Regions from separate parts of the Mus musculus genome. Here region 2 is linked to region 1. A link is a contact called in public HiChIP or PLAC-seq data. All regions are on one chromosome and are shown on one strand. Each heading gives the region's core, a stretch centred on a gene start, on an enhancer-like site or on the middle of the called end of the contact. The rest is flanking DNA. Distances are from core to core; before and after follow the strand shown. Region 1 holds the start of Chrna9 (cholinergic receptor, nicotinic, alpha polypeptide 9). Region 2 has its middle 29 kb from the start of Nsun7.

Region 1 (7,773 bases), core at 1,603-4,102:
TATATTTTTATATTAGAATGCACTTTCCCCAGTAATTTTTTACTTATTTAACAGTTTTATAATCAAGTAGTGTTTTTAGAACACTATGAAGTAACTCACTTATTCCTCAAAAAAACCTCTAAGAGGTAGCCAATGTTAAAATCACCCCCATTTTATAAATGAAGAAATGGAGGCATGAAGAGACCAAGCACTCTGCTCTAAGTTTCTCAGCTAGCTAGTCCGGCAAGATGGCACATGCCTACAATCCCAGAATCGGGGAGGTAGAAGCAGGAGGAGCAGAACTTCCAGTTTCGGCTATAGACCAGGTCCAAGTCCACATTTAAAAAACAACAAAACCCAAAACAGAACAAAACCAATCCTTTCTAAGGCTCAAGGCTATCTTATCTGTCTGCTTTTCAAACCTATTGAATCTTTTTTTTTAAGATTATACATACATATACATACACACACACATATATACATATGTGTGTGTGTGTGTGTGTGTGTGTGTGTGTGTGTGTGTGTGTGTGTGTGTGTTCTGTAGCTGTCTCTGGAAGAGCAGTCAGTGCTCTTAACCACTGAGCCATCTCTCCAGCCCTGCCTTATTGAATCTTACACAGTAAATTCAACTAATTTCTTCTGCCACTGAATGTCCTGGAAACAAGAGTTCCAGGTCTCTGATTAGAATGACTTGGGATTGATGGAGGGATGGAGTTTATATTTGGTGGTCGTTCCCTCCCCCCACCCCGTGTGATTTATGTGTGTCTGCATATTGTGTGTGCATGTATATGTACATGTGCATGCATTTACATTCGAGTGCTGATACATGTGTGTCCTGCACGCTTTTGGAAGTCAGGGGACAACTGTGAGTGCTGCTCCTGTACTTAGAGCCGAATCTCTTTGCTCTTCAGTGCAGGCCCCTGGGCTCCAGGGAGTCCTCCATCTCCACCTCTCAGGAGTACAGAACTACAGATGCACTACCTGTGGGTTCTGGAGATCTGAAGCTTGGGGCATATGCACTGCCTGCTGGACCATTTCCCCAGCCCTCCCCTAGTGATTTTTGGAAGGAATTTGTACTTTATCTTAGTGAAAGACCAGAAACAATATCAGAATTTAAAAGTTTAGTTTGTATTCGTTAGCATCTTGGCCTCAAGACACAATCTCCACCACCACCACCCCCAAAAAAAAAAAAACCATTGGCTTAATTAGCATTTTGTTACCATTAGGACCTGACCATCAGCTTGCACCATCATTATTTCCTTTTTCATTCTAAGGGACCCACAGAATGAACTGAGTTGACCACAAGTGACCAAAAGCAGCCACGAGGGCAGCTAGTACCAAGTGTTCTCTGAGCTCCACTTATCAGAGCCTGCTCCGACTCCTGTGGGAGATAAAAGAAGCAGAAGGCAAGGCAGAAAGAGTCTTAGCCTGAAAACAATGTATCACTTCTGCGCATCCAAAGCAGAACTGTTGAAAACCTAGCCAGGCATGTTCCTGTTGCCAGTATAACAGTTTAGGGTAGGTGGCCTGAATCCCATCACTGGCCACCAGATGCTGGAAACAGGCCAGTGTGCACCTCGGGACTTTGGTTTCCCCACTGGAAAACAAGCTATTAAACACAACCCCAAAAGCATATGCAGTCTTGGAGATCGGAAAGCAGTTGTTTGTGGAAGGACGCATGATCCTAGGGCCCAGGGCTTGTGTCACCTGATGACTGAGACTGGAGAGTGAGGGAAATAATGTCGTCTTAAAGAGCAGATGTGGGTGGATAATTAGAAACCCACGTAGCTGACGGCTAGGGTGTCTGTTCCATGTGGAGGATATATTCCTGAAGAGAAACAGGGTGACTCACAGCTGCCTGTAACCTGATCAAATCAAGCTATCCAATTTCCTTGCTCTGATCCTAGGCAGCCAAATTATCTTAATTCTGTTTCCAAGGCAGCTTCCCCAGGCAAGTTCCCATACTACAATTGGATGCAATTGGAAGTTGACGTGTGTGTGTGTGTGTGTGTGTGTGTGTGTGTGTGTGTGTGTGTACAAAATTAGTTATGTGAAAAGTGGATGAAATTATATAAAATAACATTTCAATGAAAAGGAGATGTGGGCTGGAGAGATGGCTCAGTGGTTAAGAGCACCGACTGCTCTTCCAAAGGTCCTGAGTTCAAATCCCAGCAACCACATGGTGGCTCACAACCATCCATAATGAGATCTGACGCCCTCTTCTGGTGAAGACAGCTACAGTGTACTTAGATCTAATAATAAATAAATCTTAAAAAAGAAAGAAAGAAAGAAAGAAAGAAAGAAAGAAAGAAAGAAAGAAAAGGAGATGCATTGTGGTGAACAATAACACAGCAAAACGTTGGTCGGAAGGTCAGTTTCATAGGATCTAGGTTAGCCTTTGAACCATGTTTTGTTAGAGCTGGAAAAGCCTGGTTGACTTGGTAAATGGACACATTCCGAGTCTGCAAAGCTGAGCAGAGGTGTAAATCAGTCACTAGTACATCCTCCATGCTGTTCCGTTTGCATAGGTGTGGGCCGGTAGCTTTTAAATCAGTCACTAGTACATCCGCCATGCTGTGCCGTTTGCATAGGTGTGGGTCGGTAGCTTTTAAATCAGTCACTAGTACATCCGCCATGCTGTGCCGTTTGCATAGGTGTGGGTCGGTAGCTTTTAAATCAAACAGAATTGTTATTTTCCCTAGTCAGTCTTGTCATTCAGGGATGCTCAGAATGGCCAAGAAGCTCAAACTTCTCCTCCCATCCAGCACCTCTATCCCCACCTGCTTACTCCGCAGCATCCATGCCAGTGGGACAATGGAAAGGTGTTCAGAAACAGGGAGCGAAGAGGCTCAACCATCTACAGCTGTTTCCCCTCCGCCTCCAAATGCTGCTAGAAAGGCAGGGGTGGTCCCTGGGTGTCAGCTGCGTCTCCAGTCATTCGGCTTCCCTTGGATTCGGCACCCTCTGCCTTCAAGCCAAATCAACTGCATGCGCTATGATACCTCCCCAAGTGCAGTCCTGCTTACCGGCCTCCCCGGAGCTCTTGGCATTAAGGTCACTGGAGCCACAGTCTCAGCTTACCAGAGGGGAGGGCGGGCAGTCTCCATCTGTTTTGTGACTGTGGCAGTGAGGGTGCTTTGTAGACAGAAGTGGGAGTCCTCGCTGTCTGGCTGGGACGTTCTACATGTTGGGAAAGGATGAACCGGCCCCATCCCTGCATCTCCTTTTGCTGGATGTATTTTGCTGCTTCTGGAATCAAAGGTGAGAGGCTAGCGCAGTGCTCCATATGGGCTCCTCTGGAGCCTTTTGGTGAGAGATGGGGTAGGGCTAGAAAGACAAGAGCACATGGGCGTGCTCAGCCTCTTTCTGACTCTTGATCATCAGGGTGGGTAAGACCAGCCAAAAAAGAAAGAAAGAAAGAGCTCATCCACTCATTCCAAAGCTACCCTAGCTGTGTGGCTCCATCCCTCATTTTGACCCCAGAGCTGGTCTTATTTTGAAACGCTGATCCAGGTGCTTCTCTTTGAACAGCCGTAGAGACAGCAAATGGAAAGTATGCCCAGAAATTGTTTAGCGATCTTTTTGAAGACTACTCCAATGCTCTGCGTCCAGTAGAAGATACGGACGCGGTGCTGAACGTCACTCTGCAGGTCACGCTCTCCCAGATAAAGGACATGGTGAGTCTTTTTAAAAAGATTTTTATTTATTTATTATGTATACAGTGACCTTTGATGGTGAGGGCGACAGTGAAAAACAGGCGTTTTCTTCTCAATGGGTGTGACAGAAATGTCCTTGAGTTAGGTAATTGAGATGATTATGCAGTGTGGTAGGTGACTGGAAGCCCCTGACAGTTATAGTGTGGCTAAGATGATGGGTTTTAGTATTTTAATTTAATTTAATTATTATATGTACATGCCTGTGTGTTTGAGCATGTTAGTGCAGTGACTGCAGAAGCCGGAAGAGGGCGTCAGGGACCCTGAGCTAGAATTACAGGCAGCTCCCCACTGCCTGACAGGTGCTGGGAGCTTATCTCAAGATACTTGGCACACACCTTTAATCCCAACACTTGGGAGGCAGAGGCAGACAGATTTCTGAGTTCAAGGCCAGCCTGGTCTACAAAATGAGTTCCAGGACAGCCAGGACTATACAGAGAAACCCTGTCTCGAAAAACCAAAAAAAAAAAAAAATGGAAAGAACAGTACAAACTTTCCAGTCCCCTAAAATAGTACTTTAAGGTTATGTGGATTTTACTACAATTTTTTAAAAAGATTTTTATTTATTTATTATGTATACAGTGTTCTGCCTGCATATATGCCTGCAGGCAGAAGAGGACACCAGATCCTGTTACAGATGGTTGTGAGCCACCATGTGGTTGCTGGGAATTGAACTCAGGACCTCTGGAAGAGCAGTTGGTGCTCTTAACCTCTGAGCTCTATCTCCAGCCCTTAATCACAATTTTAAAAGAGGAAGGTGGTGTTTTAAAATGACATGGCTGATTTCCTCCATATACATATTTAATTACACAAGCTATCAGATTTAAATGATGTTTTCTTTTGTACCTGGTAGACATTTCACGTCTCCTGGCTCCAGTGTATCATTAGTTGGTCCGCTTTCAGAGAAAACTTAGCAATTAACCTAAGGAAAGATATAAAGATGCAAGTACTGGTCTCCTTTACATTTTGTACACTACATCAGGAAGGCATTGAATGCGGCCTTGATAATCAATCAATCAGGTAGAATTTTAAAAGGTCTCCTTTATGGGTTGAAAATAAGTGGGCACCCTGGAGATTCCTGCTATCAAGAACAAGTATCCCAAAGCTGGAAGTGTGTACAGAATAAGGTGACATCTGGATTCATTGCTTAGGACGAGAGAAATCAGATTCTGACAGCCTACCTGTGGATCCGCCAAACTTGGCACGATGCGTACCTCACGTGGGATCGAGACCAGTATGACGGGCTGGACTCCATCAGGATTCCCAGCGATCTGGTGTGGAGGCCGGACATTGTCCTCTACAACAAGTAAGCGCTGCCCACACTAGAGGGGTCTGGGAAACAAACCTGCTGATTTAATACAAACTTGAACATCATTTAAAACACATGTGGAGTGTGAGCCTGTGTCCTTATTCAAATCGCAGATGGTCAGAGTATCAGATCATAAAAGCCTAGTGTTTGCCGTCCTCTGTGTCCCTGCAGTGGTAGAAGCATCATTTTGACCGTTGTCCTCTCCGTGCCCAAATCCCGTCTTTTACAACTCCCGATACAGGCTGAGCTGGCCACCCTGTGCCAGCGTGAGCTACATCTTCACTCACTGTATCTATAATAACCTTTCTCCTCCTGCCTCTCTCTTCCTCTTCCTCTTCCGTGGTGGTTTTATTTGTTGCTGTTGCTTTGTTTTGATCTTTCTGTTAAGATCAAGCTCCCGTGAATCTGACAATCTTCCTGCTTTGGCCCCCCAAGATCTCTACCACTCGAACTTAGCCCTGTTCCTCAGTAAACTGGAAGGCTAGGACTTCTATGTGAGAATTTCCTGGAGATACGATTTAATCTGCTCACAATCCAGACATTATGTAACAGAAATGCTACAATGGCTAGATAGGAAGAGCCGCCTGGAATCTGTCCTGTGGGTTTCAGACCGTAGAGTGGAGGGGAAATTTATCTTGCGGCTGTTTGGGCTCTGCTCAGAGCAAAGCACATGGGTTCATATTTCTGAGACTGTAAAGCATACGTGAACCACCTAGAGATCTTGAAAAAACTCAGATTTGGATTCAGTAGTCATAGGGTGGTCCTGCAGTTCTGAGTTCCCACGAGCTCCAGAGAGCAGTGGTTGTCCCTGGCTACTGGCTATCCTCCAGACAGAGCCAGACCTAACTCAAGCTCAATGTCGCCACCTTCTTCCCATCACCATGGGAGCTCCTCTATCTTTATAAAGATTTATTTATTGTTTATTTTATGTATATGAGTACACTGTAGCTGCACAGATGGTTGTGAGCCTTTATGTGGTTGTTGGGGATTGAATTTAGGACCTCTGCTCGCTCCTGTCAGCCCTGCTTGTTCTGGTCAACCTCACTCACTCAGGCCCTGCCCGCTCTGGCACAAAGATTTATTATTATATATGTTTATTATTATATATGTCTCAAGATTTATTTATTATTATTATTATAAATAAGTACACTGTAGCTGTCCTCAGACACACCAGAAGAGGGTGTCAGATCTCATTACGAGTGGTTGTGAGCCACCATGTGGTTGCTGGGACTTGAACTTAGGACCTTTGGAAGAACAGTCAGTGATCTTACTGGTTGAGCCATCTTGCCAGCCCTCCTCTGTCTTTATTCTGGAACCTAAGCTCTTGTGGATTGAGAGGGGTTCTTCTACTGTTCATATAAAAATGGGACCTCCTGGTAGAGAAGATGGGTACATTGGAAGTGATTCCAAACTCACAGAGAATGGGGACCCACTGCCAAATATACTGAAGCGACAGACACAGGGCATTGTCAGTAAGCAGTCCAGGACTTAAGTCAGTCAGGTTCCTCAGCAAGCGCCTGTCATCATCCTCATTTGCTCCTAGGGCCGATGACGAGTCTTCAGAGCCGGTGAACACCAACGTGGTCCTGCGGTACGATGGGCTCATCACCTGGGACTCACCAGCCATCACCAAAAGCTCCTGTGTGGTGGATGTCACCTATTTCCCCTTCGACAGCCAGCAGTGCAACCTGACCTTTGGTTCCTGGACCTACAATGGGAACCAGGTGGACATATTCAATGCCCTGGACAGTGGTGACCTCTCTGACTTCATTGAAGACGTGGAATGGGAGGTTCAGGGCATGCCTGCCGTGAAGAACGTCATCTCCTACGGCTGCTGCTCGGAGCCTTACCCAGACGTCACCTTCACTCTCCTTCTGAAGAGGAGGTCTTCCTTTTACATTGTCAACCTCCTCATCCCTTGCGTCCTCATATCGTTCCTCGCTCCGCTGAGTTTCTACCTCCCAGCAGCCTCCGGGGAGAAGGTCTCTCTGGGAGTGACCATCCTATTGGCCATGACTGTATTTCAGCTAATGGTGGCAGAGATCATGCCAGCCTCAGAAAACGTCCCTCTGATAGGTGAGTGTATGCTTGGAGCTTAGCTTTGTAGCAGTTGTGATGGCGTGTGTATGTCCCAAGCTAAAGCAATTGAAGCCATTGGCTCTGTGTTTTCGTAAAACCCATTCAGTGCCTGAAGGTGACCTCTTTGCTTATAGCGATGGTTGTTGGAATTAAGTGGTTCTTACGATCTTCACGTTCACAGAAGAACACTTGTTTATTTTGTATTTATCTACTTTTGGATTTTGAGGCAGAGTTTTATAGTGTGGTCCAGGTTGGTCTCAAACTTGTTATTTAGCCAAGTAAGAAGTAGATCTTCTGATCCTCCTTCCCTCCACTGCCTAAGAGCTGAGACTGTAGATGTGTTCCACCAAACCCAGTTTACCTGGTGCTGGGAATCAAATCCAGAGCTTCATACAGGCTGGACAAGCCTCTGCTCAGCAGTGACTTCTGTTACCTGTTCACAGTGTTAGGGTCTTTCTCCTCAGAAGGAAACACAGCAGCTGTGCCAGGAGTTGAGCTGGAGTCTCAAGTCAGATATCTATCCTGCATATAGAAGCCTCATCCCACTTATAAAACAGAGGTTCTGGGGCTGGAGAGATGGCTCAGTGGTTAAGAGCACTGACTGCTCTTCCGAAGGTCCTGAGTTCAAGTCCTAGCAACCACATGGTGGCTCACAACCATCCATAATGAGATCTGATGCCCTCTTCTGGTGTG
Region 2 (7,773 bases), core at 3,892-6,391, 270 kb after region 1:
TACGTTACCCTATCAAACCATACAAAAACCACTCATGCAAAACCAAGTACTCCCAAAAACCAGTTAAAAATATATCCTTTCCAATTGGGACTGGTGGTACTGTGCTATAATCCCTAGAACAAAGGAGACAAAGGGAAAAGAAAAGAGAGGCATCCAAGAACAGGCCGGGCTCCGTGAGACCTTGTCTCAAAACAAACAAACAAAAACTCCAAACCAACCAAAAACAACCAACCAACCAAAACAACCAAACAACAACAAACCCAGTTTTGTCAGTGCCCTCGGTGCCTATGGCTAGGCTCTGTGTGGTCTGCCCTCCAAGAGTTTGCAGGTTGGAATCCTGGTCCCTAATGTGGCAATGCTGACTGGGTAGCATACTTTTGAGAGATGGGGCCCAGTGGTCAAAGATTGGGACATTTTAGGGGATGTCCCAAGAAGGATTTATGATATTTCTTGGGGGACCCTGAGTTAATTTTTGCCTCTGCCCCAGCTTTGGTTTCCCCAGCTCCACAGGTGGTCTTTCCTTCTCACACACAGTTCCTGTCATCATGATGTTATCTGCTACTAGGCTTTCACCAGAGCCAAACAGAAGTGGAGACCATGCTCTTGAACCTCTAGAACTGACAACCAGTTACCTGCTTTTCTCTGTAAAGTTACCCAGCCTCAGGTATTTAACTGTAGTAGTGAAAGACTGGTGAGCACAAGATCGTTTTCAGAACCTGAATGGGCTGTGCATTTGAGTGTTACAGGATATTTATGTCTTAGGCTTAAAGAAAGAGGACATTGAAATCTGGAGAAAAAAAAAGTCTGGGCATAGTGGGTTTTTTTTTTTCTGAAGAGATTTATCCTTTATCAACTAAATTACTACATCCTTAAATCATTTCCTTTAAATAACTTTTAGATGTTTATTTACTTATTTGTTGCCTTCTCTCTCTCTCTCTTTCTTTTTTTTTTCTTCTTTGATTTTTCAAGATAGGGTTTCTCTTTGTAGCCCTGGCTGTCCTGCAACTCTCTCTTTGTAAACAACCAGGAGGCCTCGAACTCAGAGATCTGTCTGCCTCTACCTCCTGAGTGCTTAAAGGTGTGTGCCACCATAGCCAGGCTAGCTAGTTTTTATTTTCAATTATGTTTGTGTGTGTATATGTGTGTTTGTGTATCTCTCTCTCTCTCTCTCTCACACACACACACACACACAGAGGGGAGAGAGAGAGAGAGAGAGAGAGAGAGAGAGAGAGAGAGAGAGAGAGAGACTGTAGATGCCTGTAGTGTCCACAAGAGTGTTGTGTTGTAGGATCTCCTTGACCTAGAGTTACAGGCAGTCTGAGTCACTCAACATGGGGCATTTGGAACAGAATCTGGGTCCTCTCTCTGCAAGAGCAGTCTCCAGCCTTCCTCCAATTCATTCCCTAAGAACTGGTCTGTGTCAGAAACTATACACACAAACAGGTGCTCGAACAGGTGATCACACAGACACACACAAGTAGGAATATGACAGATTTTTTTTTTTTAACATAGAGAACAGAAAAAAAGACCTTTAGTATGTGTTTAGAATTGTAGTTGCTAGCTACCTCCTTATAAGTTAGCTATACCTTTGGTATCTGAGAGAAACTAACAGGTGAGATAGAAAAAACTAGAAAATGGAAAGGTGATTCCCAAAGATTCCATATAAGAAGTGTGTTGACCATTAAAGAGAATGAGGGATCCATGTCTGTCTGTCTGTCCTTCCAGTAGAAGAGCAGCTCCCCTTCGCACTCACTAAGAAATAACCAATGGTGTGAGGGGTATGGTTTTAACTGGATGTGTAGGGCAGGCCTGTAATCCCAACATTGGAGAGGTAGAGTTAAAAAAGTCTGCAGAGAGCAGGGTGGTGGTGGCGCACGCCTTTAATCCCAGGATTTGGGAGGCAGAGACAGACGGATTTCTGAGTTCAAGGCCAGCCTGGTCTACAGAGTGAGTTCCAGGACAGCCAGGGCTACACAGAGAAACCCTGTCTCAAAAACAAACAAACAAACAAACAAACAAACAAACAAACAAACATAAAAAAGTCTGCGGAGTTCAAGGTCAGCCTTGGACACACAGTCAGACCTTCTTTCTTATACAAATAAATGACTGTCTAGAAAGAATTTTGGTTTGAAGCAAGTCTTTGGAGCAAGAGAGGCTCAAGGGAACTGTGCTGTGTTTTCTGGGTCACATGAATCAGAATTGAAACGTGAGCATAAATGATCCAAGAACTGCATTCTTGGGGACCAGGGAGGTGCCTCAGTGCTGACTGCTTTTCTAGAAGATTCAGATTGGAATCCTCCACCTGATGGCTCACAACCATCTGGAACTGGAGTTCCAGGGATCCAATGCCCTCTTCTGACCTCCACAGGCACCGGGCATGTACACAGTGCACATCCATACATGCAGGCAAGCACTCATGCACGTAAAAGAAATACATTTTTAAGAGAACTACATTCTCATTCACTGCCTATGGCTCTTCTTTCTTTTGTTTTTGTTTATTTGTTTTTGTTTTTGAGACAGGGTTTCTCTGCATAGCCCTGGCTGTCCTGGACCTCACTTTGTAGACCAGGCTGGCCTCGAACTCAGAAATCTACCTGCCTCTGCCTCCCGAGTGCTGGGATTAAAGGCGTGCGCCACCACGCCCGGCGCTATGGCTCTTCTTTTATTTGAGGTGGTTGAAATTCTGACGGGAACCAGAATATAAGGCTAGCAAGATGGCTCAGTGGGTAAAGTTATTGGCTGCTGAGTCTGACAAGCTGAGTTTAATCCTTGGGACTCACATGCTAAAAAAAGAGAACTGACTTTCACAAGTCAACCTCTGACCTCCACAGGCATGCACACACACACATACACTCACAGAGACACACACAGGCAGGCACACACAGACAGACACACAAACACACTGTGCCACACACAGTTATGCACATGCATCTTCACATACACACAAATAAATAATATAGCGAAAAAGTTAAAGAAATAAAACCAGAATATGGGAACATCCATTTTAAAATTTGAAATGGCGCTTGAGGGCTGGAGAGATGGCTCAGCAATTAGGAGCACTGACTGACTGTTCTTCCAGAGGTCCTGAGTTCAATTCCCAGCAACCACAGGGTGGCTCACAACCATCTCTAATGGGATCTGATGCCCTCTTCTGGTGTGTCTGAAGACAGCTACAGTGTGCTCATATAAATAAATAAATTAATCTTAAAACTAAAACCTAAAAAAAAAAAGAATAAGAATAAGAAACAGTGCTTGAAAGAAGCACAAAGGGCTGGTGAGATGGCTCAGTGGGTAAGAGCACCCGACTGGTCTTCTGAAGGTCCAGAGTTCAAATCCCAGCAACCACATGGTGGCTCACAACCATCCGTAATGAGATCTGACTCCCTCTTCTGGAGTGTCTGAAGACAGCTACAGTGTACTTACATATAATAATAAATAAATCTTTAAAAAAAAAAAGAAAGAAGCACAAAGCCGTTTGATGCGTGACTGTGACTATAGCTTAGCTTTTGTTTCAGAATAGGGTTGTTGGGTTTTTAATTTGTTAGTTTATTTATTTATTTATTTATTTATTTGGTCTTACCAAGTTTAATTTTAAAGATTATCAGCCCACAGGAAATGCCTACAATTGATTTTATTTACTTAAAACCTTAGATATACTTCCATCTTGTACACTTAAAAAGGCTTTTTACTTTTTTCATTTTGTGTGTATGTGTGTGTGTGTGACATATGTGTAGCTAGTCACAGAAATTGGACTTGAAGCTGTAGTCACAGATGGTTGTGAGCCACATGGATGCTGAGAACTGAACTCAGGTCCTCTGGAAGAGCAGCAAGTTCTCTTAGCTGATGAGCCATCTCCCCAGCATGAATTATTTTTTTAAAAAAAGATTTATTTTTTTTTAATTTATTTATAAGATACACTGTAGCTGTCTTCAGACACACCAGAAGAGGGGCACCGAATTCCATTACAGATGGTTGTGAGCCACCATCTGGTTGCTGGGAATTGAACTCAGGACTGCTGGAAGAGCAGTCAGTGTTCTTACCTGCCGAGCCATCTCTCCAGCCCCCCAGAACATGGATTTTATGTACTTTTAAAGGCTTCCCACCTGTGAAACACCTTACTACAGGGCTCAGTCATCGTTTTTCCGTATAGAGCCAGCTGGTAAATTCTGTAAGCAGGATGGGGATGCTGGGGCTTGAACCCAGGGCCTTAAGTGTGCCAAGTATGTGTGTTAGCATTGATCTGCTTCAGACTCCGGCCACTCAGCTACATTCCCGAAGTCTCCTAAACATTTCAGATTTCAAGGGCCACCTGGTCTCTGTCATAACATCCAGTGCTGCCTTTGTACAACTACAACAACAACTTTCATAAGCAGTGAGCTTGGTGACAATCTGTCATTTCCACACTTGGGGGCTGTAGTAGAAGATCAGGAGTTTGAAGACAGCCTGGACCATTTATCTAGCGAGACTGTCTTCGGAAAAACAAAAACAGAAGCCTATAAATAAATTAGCGTGGCTATGCTCCAAGAAAGAGATTATGCAATTTGAATTTTACGTATTTTTGTGTGATGAAATATTGCTATGCTTTTGATATATTTCAACAATAAATACAGAAACTCTTTTTTAGCAAATGGTCGGCTGGCTCACAACTTGTGGCATGCAGACTAGAATGGGTTTTGGTCCTTGGCTAGTGAATGTTTGATCTTAGATTATGAAATCAGAGTCTTAAGGAATAAAGCTTGCTTAAGAATGTGAAGAATCGGGCTTTGCTTTCCTGATCCACCTGTTCTGACTAAGTGGCTGTGGCAACTTTAAAGAACAGAGAATGAGGAAAGCCATGGGGGGTTAACTAACAGTCTCTGGGCTTGGGGCATCTAAGATAAGGACCTTGGGCTTTTATGAAATAATTTTTTTAAAGACTTATTTTTACTTACTATGGATAATGTTTGCCTCATGTATGTATGTATGTATGTATGTGTGTATGTATGTATGTAGCACTGTGTGTCTGATGCCTGCAGATGCCAGAAAAGGGCATTGGATCCCCTGGAACTGAAGTTATAAACGTTTGTGAGTCACCATGTGAGTTCTAGGAACTGAAGCTGGGTTCTCTACACAAACCCGAGTCCTCTCTATGGTGAGCACCTCTCTAGTCATCCTCCCAGGCCCTCTATTGCTGAGTCACCTCTCTAGTCAGCCCCACCCCCACCCACCCCCACCCACCCCCACCCTGCCCACTCCTCCTCCCAGTATAAAGATAAAGGGTTTATTTAGCTCATAGCCCTGATCCAAGGTCAAGAATTGACTCTGTAGGTGGCCCTTTTGCTGGCAGAGTTCCAAGGCTAAGCTGTACGGGGCACACAGATATAATCTCAGCACCCTAGGGGCAGAGATGAGATTTCAGGTTCAAGGCTAGCCTGGTCTACAAAGAAGAAAACACACACATTAAGTGATAGGCCCTGCTATAGTGGAGAGTGGTGGCTAGTCAAAATGAAAGCATCAGGACTAGAACTTAAGGCTTCTATATTTTGTTGATTTGGTTTTCCTTTCTTTTTTTTTTTTAAGATTTATTTATTTTATATATGTGAGTACACTGTTGCTGTCTTCAGACACACCAGAAGAGGGCATCAGATCTCATTACAGATGGTTGTGAGCACCATGTGGTTGCTGGGACCCACTCAGGACCTCTGGAAGAGCAGTCAGTGCGTTTAATCACGCTGAGCCATCTCTCCAGGCCTTGGTTTGGTTTTTCAAGACAGGGCTTATCTGTGTGGCCCTGGCTGTCCGGGTACTTGCTTTATAGAACAGGCTGGCCTTGAACTCACAGAGGTCCTCTTGCCTGTGTTTCTCTAGTACTGGGATTAAAGATGTGCACCATCACCACCTGGGTATGATTTCTATTTTCAAGAATCCTCCTGTATCCATTATACCTTCTGTTAAAAAAATCAAATAAACTATGAATCAGAAACATAGACCCAGCTGTGAAACCCAACCAGTTTTCATCCACAGCATTTGTGTTCAAAGTAAGAGAAAACAAGGAGATACCCATCCCCTCTTTAAACTATTATTACACAAACATAACAAACTAGAAACATCAGACAGACCTGGGGTAATTACTACACAGCCAGCTGAACCCTTTACCTGAAAGATCTCTCTCCGTGGGCCATAAACGGTGGTTACAACCGAAATATAAGCGTTCAGCTGAGCCACCGGGTTAGCGAGTGGCTTTCCCTTGAATAAATGATCATTTTTGTCTTCCCGTTGCTGGATCTTACCATCTCCTGGTCTGACCATGGAAGTGCCGCTGCTGGTAAAACCAAAGCTTTTATCCAGATTTAGTTCCCATTTCTGTTTTATAGTGTAGGGTGGCCACTAGGTTAATACTTTTCCAGGTGCGTTTGGAGACAGATGAAAGGATAAAGGTATTCAGAATAGTAAAATGTGGGGAAGGGAACCAGACCACGTTCATGTCTTCCAGCCTATGCCTTTAACCCAAAGTCTGGTTGAAGGCTGAAAAACAAAACAAAACAACAAACAAAGAAAAAACAAAAAAAATGTGGCATCCAGATGAAGCATGGCTGCCAAGGACCACTGCTGTAGTTCTGATGTAGTCTGGGAGGATCCTTAGATGCTGTGCTCTTCATGTAAGTTAGCTACAGGCTGGCAGGAGGAATTCCGTTGTCAAGGTCAGCCTCAAGCCTGGAGCTAATGAGGGCCTTGCTGACAAACGCTGGAAGTGGTAGAGTCCACTTCAAGACTAGAGAGTCGGCCCTCCACAGTCGGACCTCCTCCCTGGTCCACAGAATAAGTTCTAGGACAGCCAGGGCTACACAGAAACCCAGTTCCAATCCCATCCCCCCAACCTATTTTAGAGCATATATTGTTAATTCTATTTTACATATTTTCTGAAGAAGTAACATTGCTTTTCTTTTCTTTTCTTTTCTTTCTTTCTTTTTTTTTGTTGTTGTTTTTGTTTTTGTTTTTTGTTTTTGTTTTTCGAGACAGGGTTTCTCTGTGTAGCCCTGGCTGTCCTGGAACTCACTTTGTAGACCAGGCTGGCCTCAAACTCAGAAATCCACCTGCCTCTGCCTCCCAAGTGCTGGGATTAAAGGTGTGCGCCACCACCTAACATTGCTTTTCTAAGCAGTGACACCATTTTGTATCCCACCGGGCATCACAGTATTCTATTTCTTCTCATTCTTGCCAATATTTCTGTCTCAGAAATTTTGTAATTTTGATTTTGTTCCAAAATAGTAATCATCCTAGTGGGCATGAGGAAATATCTCATTGTGATTTTTGATCTGCATAATTTCCCTGATTAGTGACGTTAACTATCTTTTAAATTATTATCATTATTATATTATTGCTGTTGCTGTTATTATTGGTGGTGGTGGTGATGGTGTGTGTGTGTGTGTGTGTGTTCTTTTGTGTTTACCTCCTCAGTCATATCTCTGGCACAGGGTGTCTCTATGTAACCTTGGCTCTCCTGGAACTCACAGAGATCAGCCTGCCTCTGCTTCTCAAGTACTGGCATTGAAGGTGTACACCACCACACCTGGCTCAGTTTTCTTTTTAAACTTAATGGTGTGTGTGTGTGTGTGTGTGTGTGTGTATGCTTTTTTTATAAAACGAATTGGGAGAGTTTCTTCTAGAATTATAACTGTGTAATTTTCTCTCTTTGTGTGTGTGTGTGTGTGTGTGTGTGTGTGTGTGTGTGTAGACCATGTAGCCTTGAACTCACAAAGATCTTCTTGCCTCTGCCTCCCCAGGATGGGCTTA

What was found. HiChIP or PLAC-seq counts read pairs in DNA pulled down with a chosen protein or histone mark.
Region 2: an H3K27ac HiChIP or PLAC-seq map of embryonic stem cells shows a contact between it and region 1, with 8 times the contacts expected there. The contact joins the enhancer-like site here to the promoter of Chrna9 in region 1. A contact is called at or near these places in 2 of 39 promoter capture datasets (both in embryonic stem cells), 3 of 15 datasets of contacts at CTCF or cohesin (the NIH/3T3 cell line, embryonic stem cells and large pre-B cells), 72 of 484 Hi-C or Micro-C datasets (B cells, the BV-2 cell line, the C2C12 cell line and 26 more), 17 of 115 datasets of contacts at active chromatin or transcription factors (acute myeloid leukemia, bone marrow-derived dendritic cells, bone marrow-derived macrophages and 3 more) and 4 of 9 other capture datasets (adipose tissue, embryonic stem cells, macrophages and 1 more).

What each region holds. Positions count from the first base shown.
Region 1 is chr5:65,964,272-65,972,044 of GRCm38.p6, forward strand. It overlaps Chrna9 (cholinergic receptor, nicotinic, alpha polypeptide 9), which reads left to right and starts at 2,853. Exons shown (of 5, transcript NM_001081104.1): 1 at 2,853-3,240; 2 at 3,511-3,656; 3 at 4,844-4,998; 4 at 6,545-7,077. The coding sequence starts at 3,177.
Region 2 is chr5:66,227,455-66,235,227 of GRCm38.p6, forward strand. No RefSeq gene overlaps it. Among named protein-coding and RNA genes, the nearest start is that of Nsun7, 29 kb to the right of the region's middle. Within about 2 kb of position 5,142, at least 29 of the 459 cell types and tissues checked have an H3K27ac peak or open chromatin away from gene starts, as enhancers often do. A contact at or near this core is called in the BV-2 cell line, the HL-1 cell line, the NIH/3T3 cell line and 2 more, where this site is marked.